2 separate regions of the Mus musculus genome follow, and region 1 is linked to region 2. The links are chromatin contacts, called in public HiChIP or PLAC-seq maps. All regions are on one chromosome and are shown on one strand. The core of a region is the stretch at or near the end of the contact, and the rest is flanking DNA. Distances in the headings are between cores, read along the strand shown.

The links. HiChIP or PLAC-seq counts read pairs in DNA pulled down with a chosen protein or histone mark.
Region 1: an HNF4G HiChIP or PLAC-seq map of pancreatic cancer cells shows a contact between it and region 2. The contact joins the promoter of Spaca9 here to the promoter of Gtf3c5 in region 2. A contact is called at or near these places in 5 of 39 promoter capture datasets (embryonic stem cells, liver, pre-B cells and 1 more), 1 of 15 datasets of contacts at CTCF or cohesin (the G1E-ER4 cell line), 4 of 484 Hi-C or Micro-C datasets (the Ba/F3 cell line and the G1E-ER4 cell line), 2 of 115 datasets of contacts at active chromatin or transcription factors (memory CD8 T cells and pancreatic cancer cells) and 3 of 9 other capture datasets (adipose tissue, liver and pancreatic islet).

Annotation. Positions count from the first base shown.
Region 1 is chr2:28,696,948-28,702,327 of GRCm38.p6, reverse strand. Spaca9 (sperm acrosome associated 9) reads left to right here and starts at 2,677. Exons shown (of 5, transcript NM_027283.1): 1 at 2,677-2,746. It overlaps Ak8 (adenylate kinase 8), which reads right to left and starts at 2,167. Exons shown (of 13, transcript NM_001033874.2): 1 at 2,054-2,167. The coding sequence starts at 2,137.
Region 2 is chr2:28,581,674-28,587,085 of GRCm38.p6, reverse strand. Gtf3c5 (general transcription factor IIIC, polypeptide 5) reads left to right here and starts at 3,807. Exons shown (of 12, transcript NM_148928.3): 1 at 3,807-4,261. The coding sequence starts at 4,109.

The DNA.
Region 1 (5,380 bases), core at 1,428-3,927, 120 kb before region 2:
TCCATGGGTTTTGCGGTCCTCCCTGTCTACACAATTACAGTAGGTACCCAGTGCAGATGCTAGCCACGAAACGAAGCCCTCACTAGTGGCTGAGTCTCTCCAAAGTGGGACAGAATACTTATCAGCCAAGCAGTTAAATAGTCCTGGATGTTGGCCATTTAACCAACTGAGCAAACACGTCAGAGGAAGCAGTTTTCAGAGTGGCACACCAGGGAACTGGAGAGCTGACAGCAGCTGGGCTGCAGGAGAGGTAGGAAGGGCCAATGAGGACAATGAGGTGCAGAGTAGTCAAGAGCACCAATGGGGAGTCCTGTTTAGACTCTAGATCTCATCCGAAAGTCCCTCCTCTTCTTGGGGCCTCAGCCCTCCTTCCCCAGCCCCCTACCATTCGTTCAGTGGCACAGCTGGGCTGGCTCTGTGCTTAGAGATGTTGTGTTCACTTCTTGACTAAGAGGTTACACAGGTAACACATCTGCATGCTTCGGGCTGATAAGGCCATGAGTCCTTCTCAGGACAAGACAAAAAGAAGCCAAGTCTGAGGACAGTCTGTTATCACGGATGAACAGCAGTGGATCTGTGAATCCCATGAGAGCCACAGACATCTGATAAAACGTCACAGAGCTGTACACACCACCACAGAAACCCAAGAGCAGGTGAAAGGGGGTGAGATCCAGGAGAAGCCTGCAGTGGAGGCTCAAGCACTGCACCCACTTCTGCTTCACGGCTTTGAGAAGACCAAGGTTACACGGCCTAAGCTAGACAAGAGGTGAACGCCATTTTTATAACTTCCCAAGTCTAAGATTATTTGAAAATAAATGATAATAAGATAAAGTATTCTGGTTATCGCCCCACCAATCCAACAAGAAAGCAGGCCAGGATCATATATCACCCCTCTCGTGCCCCCAGATTTGCTGTTTTATTTGTGGCTGGCCACTCCTTGGTCTCCCCTCCATTAACACTTTCCAAAGGAGCTTGCTCAGTAGACTCAGGCTCCTTGGCCTGGGCTCATGTGCCAGCACGGTGTCCCCCTCCTTCTCTCTCTCTCTCTGTCTGTGTGTGTGTGTGTGTGTGTGTGTGTGCGCACGTGTGCGCGTGTGCATGCTAGGCTTGCAGTATAGGGTACTAGAAACTGAGCTCTAGTTTGCCTGCGGCCCCCAGAATCACTGACTGTTAGACAGCTCATCGGTCCAGCCCCTAAAAGTCACTTTCACCTCTGGAGAGCACAAGTCAAAAACTGGAGCACACATAGATGGGGATATGGTTTGGCTGAAGGCCACAGTTGCCTGGGAACCAGGACAAGCTGGGAGCTAGTATAAGGGATGAGGGACGAGGGCTTTCAAAAGGCCAATTCTGAGGATAGAGGCTATGTAGAAAATATGCTGCCCCAGAGGAGACCACCTGGATAGGGATGCCATCTAAAACTTATACGGTCCCCTACTTGTCCTAACAGGGTCAAAGACACCCTCATGAGACAAAACACATGTGTCTTTTGCCTGACGGCTGAGACAATCGGTTTGGTCCTGGGAACTGGAATTTCCCAGGAACCTCATGCCAGGAGAAGGAAAAGGCTGGCACCAGCCAGAGGGGCGGGTCTCCTGGGAAGTTTTCCTCCAACTTGTCAGACCACCTTGCAGGAGGGAGTGGAACGGAGACAGATATGGGTCAGTGAGGTGCGGGATCACACTAGACTTGTGTGGACCCCAAAACTAGCCCCGGGAAGCAGGTCACTGAACTTCTTGAACGTGTTCCTCCTTCCATTGTGGTCACAGGAAATAAGCCTTTCTCTGACTTTTTCTTTTTTTCTGTTGCTTATCTCTTTAACTGGTCTTGGAGTGAGGTGGGTGAGCCTAGCTTGTTAGGGCTTCCAAGGCCCAGCTTAGGTAAGACTCAGGGCTCAGGAACCGGCTGAGGTTTCCCATACAATGCCAGAAGAGGCCCTGGAGACTACTGCGCCATTTCACAGGTGGGGAAACTGAGGAAAGGGATTTCCCCCCAGACCATGCTGCCGGCCCGGCCCGGTAGCCGTATTCCCTATCCTCGGGCGCCTGATCACCTGCATCATCTCGAAAATGTAGTAGTCTTCCCCGTACTGAGGCATTTCCGGGGGAATGCGATGAGGGGCTGTGGTTGCATCCATGTTTCCGACAGCGCTCCGCTCCTTAGTAACGGCGTTGCTGGGACGCCAAGCTATGCGTCATCGGTGAGCGCCTCAGCTGGGGCGAGTCCTGGTCCCGGATTCCATCCACCGAGGTCCTGATCTGCAGTCGGCTCTCCCTCCCCAGGGCCACAAAGCAAACCCCAGAACGCCTGTGGAGCTACAGAGCAATGGGGGATCGGATGACAGAATAAATCCTGCTTCTGGTGTAGCCAACTGTGCGGATCTGGGCGCTGGAAGCTGACCCTGCTCCCTGGATCTCAGTTTCCCCATCTTTAAATGAAAGACGCTGGGGCAGACGTGGGACCGGTTTCTACAGGAGGAAAAGTCATATGCGCCCAGATCATATGGGGGTGGGGGTGGGGGGAAACTGGGCGGGTCTCCTGGTTTGGGCGGCCGGCCGAGTCATGTGACCGGGTTGCCATAGCACCTGTGGTCACAATCGGCCAAGCCTGCCTGGCCTCTATGGCCTCGACCCCGCCCACGCCCATTTCCTGAGGGGCCTTCCCGCCCTCGGGGCCGCACACCCACGGAGGCACTGCAAGCTTCTGGGCACTCTGTGAGGCGAAGGCCAGTCCAAGTCAAACCAGGGTAAAGGGGGATGGAGCGCCGGCGACGAGCTGGGTCGAAAACACTATGGGAGTGGGGGAGAAAGAGGTGGAGGTGTCCTGGCCTAGGGGGAGGAAAGCTGCGTGTAGCTGTGGAAGAGGCAAGGGTGGCATCGTGGAGGAAGGACTCTGTGTAGTAACCCAGAGGGAGGTACACACAGCCTACGATGATAGCCACAAGTCCAACTCTAGATGTTGTAAATTTGACAGATTTACAGTGAGCCTAAGTTTCTACCCTGAGCAGTGGGGAACACTCAGGCATTCCTCCCACAACTACCCTGAAGTCCCCGACAGTGACTGGCCTATAGGGAGTGGACAGTGTGGGTACATAGTGATATCTCACTTAATCTTTAGACTAATCTTAATCTCACCTCACTTTGGACAACAATCGTTCCTGTCTCACAAGTTTTATCTTTATGTATTAATGTGTATAAGGGTGGGACAGAGGAAGAGCAGAGGCTGGGAAAGGGACTTTGGAACCCTGGAGCCAGAGTTGCAAGCAGTGAGCCAATAGATCTAGGTGCTGAGAACTAAACCCAGGCCCTCTGGAAGAGCAGCAAGTGCTGGGGACCGAGTCACTCCTGCTCCTGTAGCTCACCTGTTTGCATGGGTCAAGCTGGAGGAGCTCTCAGGGGCTCCGGGGGCCACAGCACCAGGCAGTGTCAAGTCAGATGAAAACCTTCTGCTCCGAAGACAGACAAGACACTGCAGAATAAGACAGGCCAGAGGAGTTAGCTGGTGGCTTTGGGCAAGTCATTTCCTCTTTCTGGATTTCTTCCCTCGACAGCTGCTGGGCACAGAGAGGAAGTTTCAATAGCTTGAAGAGTTTCTATCCAATCCCCCACCTTTTACAGAAACAGAGGCTAAGGCCTAGCAAAGGGGAAAAGTCTTGCCCAGGGGCTGAGAATGAAATCAGAGGGAGCCTCAAGGCTGAGAGCTAGCGTTCTGACCTGGGATAATGACACCTGCCCATGTAAAGCCACAGCGCAGCCCTCTGTCCCCGAGACCTGCTTCCTCAAAGGCCTCAGGCCTCGGTAGACTTGTCAGCTGGGGAAGCAAAGATGAGGCCTCCCCAACAAAGAAAGCAGCAGCCACACTGCAGCTTGCACTGGGGGGGGGGGGGTTCAGTGTGCTTCCTGGACATTTTTGAAGTGGCTTTCGTCTCCGCTCATTTATTTTAAGCCCTAGGCGCTTTTCATACTGCGATCTAATCTTCTTTAGCAGCCTGGAAAAATACAAATCAATTAAAGCCTCAAACCTATGGGGTAATCACCTTTCCCTCCCTTCTCCCCCAGAGAGAGCAGCGCCTGCATCCAGGCCTTTCATCCACTCTAATTTGGCTGCAGAGGCCTGTGGTCAGGGGCCAATCACTTTGGATAGCTAGTTACATCCCCTTCTGTGACATCCCTGACGTGTTCATGTCACAAGTTGCTAGGATCAAGAACTAAGTCAGGTTTGCTCTAGGGAGCTCGTGGGGCACAGCAAGCCAGTTAGCATGGCTTCCTTGGAGAACCTGGAAGCCCTGAGGATGGGCAGAGAGCTGAGCACAGGGGAGGGAGCCCCATGAGTGCTAATTCTCATTGCTCTGGGATAGGAGTGGAAGTGAGGCCCCCCAAGTCCAGCTAGAGGGGGACCCTAGAAGTGGATAACTTTCCAGATCCTTGCTAGCACCGCCCACCTGTTCCTTAGCAGCCACAGCCAACCTGATCCCTGTCATCTTGTCTCTAAGGAATATAAAAGAGGGAGGGTCCAATCAAAGAGCTACCCTGAATCAAGCAGGGATATGACAGATCCCGGCTTGCCCACTTCCCATGTGGGTTTAGCTTCTCCCTCAGATCTTTAAAGGGTCTCCTCTAGTCATCTCCAAGTTCTGTGATGTGCAGGCCAGCATCCACAGAGGCCATGTTCTGGTCTGTTCTCAGTTTTTTGATTTTTTGTTTTGTTTTTTGTTTTTTAATGGTTTTAGAGATTTATTGTAGAAAGGAAGGGAGAAACAGAGAGAAGGTACAAAGAGAGAAGCCAGCCATGGCCACATGGAGAGAGGGGAAAGGGAGAGAGAGAAGGAGGGCTAGAGAAGAGAGTAAGAAAGGTGAGAGCTGCCGGGCGTGGTGGCACACGCCTTTAATCCCAGCACTTGGGAGGCAGAGGCAGGCTGATTTCTGAGTTCGAGGCCAGCCTGGTCTACAAAGTGAGTTCCAGGACAGCCAGGGCTACACAGAGAAACCCTGTCTTGAAAAACAAAACAAAAATAACAAAAAAAAAAAAAAAAGAAAGGTGAGAGCTAAAGAATCTGTTCTCAGGTCTTATGTTCTCTGGCTGCCATTTATTTTGTCACAGGTGTTGTCCTAGTTTCAATGTCCTCACTAGGAAGCCACCAATGTCCCTTCCTTTATGTGCCTCCCTTACGCTTCTCCTTGCATGGCTGGCCTCTTCCACTTCCAGCATCCTGGAATAGCCTTGGGTCATGTGACACGGGCTGGCATGCTGGAGCCTGGGCTCTGGGTGTACCCATGGAAGGGTGGTGGGATGTGGGATAGTGAGGATGCTGTTTAGACATCAGGAAGCCTGGGATCGATGGCACACACTCACTGGGACTCCCTTATCTCTAGGTCTCCAA
Region 2 (5,412 bases), core at 2,558-5,057:
GTTTTCCAGATTCAGACCACAGCAATGGAAGGGCAGAGAGCTTGTTACCTTGGTCTGTGCTTGGCTGTGCTTGGCTGCACTTGCTTTTTTTTGGTTTTGTTTTAGTTTTAGTTTAGTTTAGTTTTGTTTTTTTGAAGGCAGGGAGGAGATCGACTCTTCTTGCTGGCTGACCTCAGATTATAAAGCAAAGGATGACGTTGATCCTCTGACCTTCATCTTCATCTCCCAGTGTTGGGATTACAGATGTGCACCACCACACCTGGCTTACTTTTACATTGAATTTTTATTTATTAGATTTGCTATTTTATGTGTATGGGTGTTTCACCTGCTTGTGTGTCTGTGTGCCTTGTATGTGCCTGGAGCCCTTGGAAGTCAGAAGAGGGCACTGGATTCCTAAACCTGGTGCTGCACATGGTTGTGAGCCACTAGATGGATGATGGGAACTGAACCTGGGTCCTCTTCAAGAGCAGCAAGTACTCTTAGCTGAAGAACCACCTCTCCAGCCCCAATGTTTGTTTGTTTGTTTGGTAAGCAAGGAGTGTGAGAGCAGAGGTCTAACAGTTGGTTCTCTTCTTCCACTGAGTGGGTCTCCAGTGGAACTTTGATTGGCAAGACTTGCGTGGAAAGAAAGCCCTTGCCCATGGAGCCATCTTAGCCATCAAATAAGGCCTACCTTATTTTCTGAGACAGGGTCTTTCTGAGACTGTGTTTTGTATTCATGGCTGGTCAACAAAGCTGCTGAAATGACTTGTCTCTGCCCACGCCCAGTGCAAAGGTAACAGGTGAGTTTTGTTTTGTTTTTAACATGGATGCAGGGGGTCTGAACTCAGGACCTCATGTTTGTACTTCCCGAGGACTTTGCCCAGTGAGCCAGCTGATGGGATTTCCCACAGGATGGATTATGGCTCTGGAAGTCAAGAGGACTTCCATACCTTTGGTCCTGCACTTTCAGGTCACAACATCAGTAATTTGTCATGGACTTGGATGGGGCAAGTGTTCCTGGAAGCCATCCCTACAGAAAATGAGCATCAGTCATTTCTCTGCACACAGAAGTGACTGCAAGCCACACCCACACATCCTATTCTGTCTTACTGCATTCCCAGCTCACTCCCCCTCAGCCAAGCCCCCCATACTCCTCAGACTCCCAGCAAAGGGTGACCGAGGACAGCATGGCTGGAAAGGGACAGATGTACTAACCAAATGCAGTTTAAAACATGCTCCCACGTGAGCATAGTGATACAGAGCCTCCCAAGGCCTTCAGGAAGCCTATGTGTACTGAGGGGCTGTGCTGTTTACATTTCACTAGCTTTCCATATGTCTTGGCTAGGCAGCATTTTGGAAATATTTAACTAGGCAACATAAACTATATCTACGAACAAGCTCTGAAACCTGGTCTTGTTCATGGTTCCATTTTGCTTTGGAATGACAAGCTGACCGGGAAGGACAATGCCCAGTGACATGGTTTGTTCTTTTTGGAAGAGAAGCCTGTGAAAGACTCCATTGTCGGTCATTGTCATCCAATGATGAGACCCTGAACATGTGTATAAGTGGGCACAGATGGAGCAGATGGACAGCAAGAATACTGGCCCTGGGACTAGCATAAGCCTTTCAGGGGGCTCCTGAACTCAGGAGACCTCAGGCTTGAACTGGGGTTTCTTAGTGCAGCAACTTCTCCATCTTCCAGGATGTCATGACCACTTACCGCCAGCAGATGGAGGGCTTGCCCATGTGAATGTTCTGTCGCCATCTGATGGCCAAAAGGAAACATTACACTTCTCATCCAGTCCAAGGAGACTCAACGCCTAGCAAGGGAATATTAAAGAAAGCACCTACTATGTGCACTGTGGACTGACCTTGAGAATACAATGAGTTATACCGCATCTCTGTTGAAGCTCAGAAAAATATTTTCCAAAGATTTCCTTTTCACTAGTTGATAAAAGGCTAGTACTTTCCCCACTCCTGGTTCCTCCAAAGGCACACTGCCAACAATATTCAGCGTTCTGCAAAGCCCTGGATAGGAGTGTTATGCTGCTTGCCTGACGATGCTTTCCTGTGGATTTAGGCTCTGCTACACAGCCAGCATCCCCTTTCCATTGCCTTGGGTCATCTCAGGGGCTAGGACATCTGCCCTTCTCCAAGTCTATGTATCAGGAGCAGGACCTGAGATTTGCGAGCACATTTAGACAGCTAAGGCCCAGAACGTCCTTGGTCCTAGAGCAGTGGCTGAAGGGGTGTTGGTCACCAAACTAGTGCGCCCCAGTTCTGAGCCTTGTAAAATTCACCTTGTGTGCCAGGGCCTGTTGGAAAACTGAATCTGAAGAGGCTGGATGCAGAAAGATGGGTAAATGCCATGGGCTTGATTTTTCCTCAACGTTATCTTTTCTAGGTGTAATGGTAGGTGGGAGGGAGCCTAGAGATGGGACTCAACACCTTGAACAGTAAGCACCTCTTCCATCACTGAACAGCGTCTCAGCCTCCAATTCCTTTGCTAGTTGTTCTTGCTACTCAATGTGAGTTCTAGAAGGACAGGCTTTCTGATTCATCATCCACTCCCCACAGACCCAGGCATGCAGGAGACTGCATTTCCTAAATGCTAAATGTGTGGACACTGCTTTCATTAGCTGCCTGATCCTTTTGGCTCTTCTCAGCTTCCAGTCTGAAGGGTCTGATTAGATAGGTAAGTTTTTGTTTGTGAGGGTCTGTGCGCCAGATCTGGCTTGGATCCCAGGCAGGACCAAGTCTCTTTCTCTCAGAAGCTTGGCCTGAGGACCTCAGGTTGGTCCTTGTCTTTGTCTCCCCTCCTGCCCTTCTCCGTGGTTCCTGTTCACATACGGACATGCCTCTCTAGAATGAGATTGATTCAGTGTTCTGTGGCCACGTGTCGATCTAGGCCTGGATTGAATGAGTCATGAAAGTGTCGCCTCATTCATTCACTGGCTCACAACATCTTTAGTGAATGTATACTCTGTGTCTACCCCCGTGTTCAGGTCTGAGAGGTCCGCAGCAAAGCAATACTTACCTTTAGGAAGCTGCCAACACAGTAAAGCAAGGCCAGCATTAAGCAAATAAGGCTGTGCTCCCCGATGTGTGCGTCTGAGTGCCGAGTGCACCAAGGAAATCAGCAGACTAGGTTTAGGTTATCATGGTGGATCCCCAGGGGAGATAAAGCCTATACATAAACCTAAGTGATGAAGAGAAGCTGACAGCTAGGTGGTGGGGGGAAAGAGGGGTGAGGGTCCCGCTGAGAACAGGAACAACGTGAGATCGCTTTCTAAGATCATGTTTATATCATAAGGAGAAGAGATGACAGCTGAATATTGAGAGTGTTGCTACATTGGATGAGGGGTTTACCGAGGCTCCATGTAGCTTAGAAGCAGCTTTGTAGGTTCAGGAACCGAACTTCTTCTCATTCAGAGGTAGAAGCACCGAGTTCAGCAGACTTACCTATCTAATCAGACCCTCACAGAACCAACAGGTGAGTAGCCTATGTTGCAAATTTTGCTAAGCATGCTGTGCGTACATCCTAATATGGGATGCGATGTGCATCTAATATTTTACTGTCATCTCTGCAAGATGACAACAAAGGCTTTGAAGCTTGTGTATTAAACTCACAGAGGTGTGATGATAAGAAGTTATCAATTTGTTAATTTACAGTTGCACTCAGCCCTAAATACATGCACACAGGAGCAAGGCTAAGAGGACTCAGTGGACTGCTTTTTCTTTGACAGCCGAAAACCAGCTCAGGGATGAGAGGCGGGCCAGAGGACGCCTGGGGCACGTCTTCAAGCTCTCATTGGACGGGATATCCGGAAAAACCCGGTCGAATCCTGGCTTGTCTTGGTTGGGTCGGCTGGTGGGATACGCCCTCGTCTCGCCCCTTTGTCCAACCCTCTTCATTTTAAATTAAAAAGCCCCCAGTTCTGTGTGGTGTAGCAAAATAAACAGTTGCGGCGACGCACTTCTTCCTGGAGGCCTTCGAGTCTCCATGATTTAAGGAGACGAGAAAGGTAAGGAGGACCGGAACAATTCCTTCGCGGAACCTTTGAGGTGAGGCCTCGCGGAGCCATTTGAGAACGGACCGCGGCGGGCTGGAACCAGACTAGTAGGCATGGCGGCGGCGGAGCCGGATGCGGACCCGAAGGCCGCCATCCCTGTGGACCTGCGGCGGGAACGGCGCTTGGTGTGCGTGGAGTACCCGGGCGTAGTACGTAACGAGGCCAAGATGCTACAGACCCTGGGCGGCGAGGAAAGCGTCTCTCGAGTAAGGAGCTGGGAAACTCCGGGACCGCGGGAAAGGAATCGTGTCTACTGAATGGGCGGGACCACCGGGCGGGAGAGCGGTTTCCGTGGCAACGGAGAGTTTAGGCAAGCTCTAGGACCTGTTGTGAACTAGGCGGTATTTTCTTTCTGTCCCCAAATGTGAGTAGCATGCTTGGCATCTATCCCAGGACAGTGAGCTGCTCTGACCTTATTGCTCTCGGCAGAAAACCGAGGCACGGGAGGAAAGAGAACTTTTCCACCACCTGTAGTTGAAACTAAAAGTGACACAATTCGCCGGCGTTGTATTATGTGGTTAGCACGTACAAAGTGCTCTCCCGCCCCCCCTTGGTTTTTTCGAGACAGGGTTTCTCTGTGTAGCCCAGGCTGACCTCGAACTCAGAAATCCGCCTGCCTCTGCTTCCCAAGTGCTGGGATTAAAGGCGTGTGCCACCACTGCCCGGCTTTTTTTTTTTTTTTTTCCTGAGACAGGGTTTCTCTTACAGCCCTGGCTGTACTGGAACTCTGTAGACCAGGCTGGCCTCGAACTAGAAATCCGCCTGCCTCTGCCTCCCGAGTGCTGGGATTAAAGGCGTGCGCCACCACGGGCCGGCATTTTTTAATTTTTATTTATTTATTTTTTAACATGCCACAGTCCTTTCAATCCCCAGGGCCGGAACTGACAACATCTGCATTTTACAAGTAAACAGGCCACATAACCACACAACAAGTAGTGGACCTAAAGTGATGCTCTGTGGAATCTTGGAATTGTTTCTTTAGAAATGATTTCCCTGAACATCTTAGCATAAGCAGATTCTGGCTCCTTCCGTTGATAATTCCACTCAGATTTCAGTTTGATACATGTATTACCTGTTCATGTATTACATTTATTACTTGGCCCTGGGGCTGTAAACCGAGCTAGGATCTCTCTTGTTTACCTCTGTACTAATATCTGTACAGATTCCCCATTTTATAAAAATTTATCAAGTATTTGGTTAAGTCCTAATGAAGCTGGGCAGTAGTGACCCACACCTTTAATCCCAGCATTACAGAGGCAGAGGCAGGTGGATCTTTGAGTTTAAGGCCAGCCTGGTCTACAGATCAAGTTCCAGGACAGCATGAGCTAACAAAGAAACTCTGTCTCAAAAGAACAAA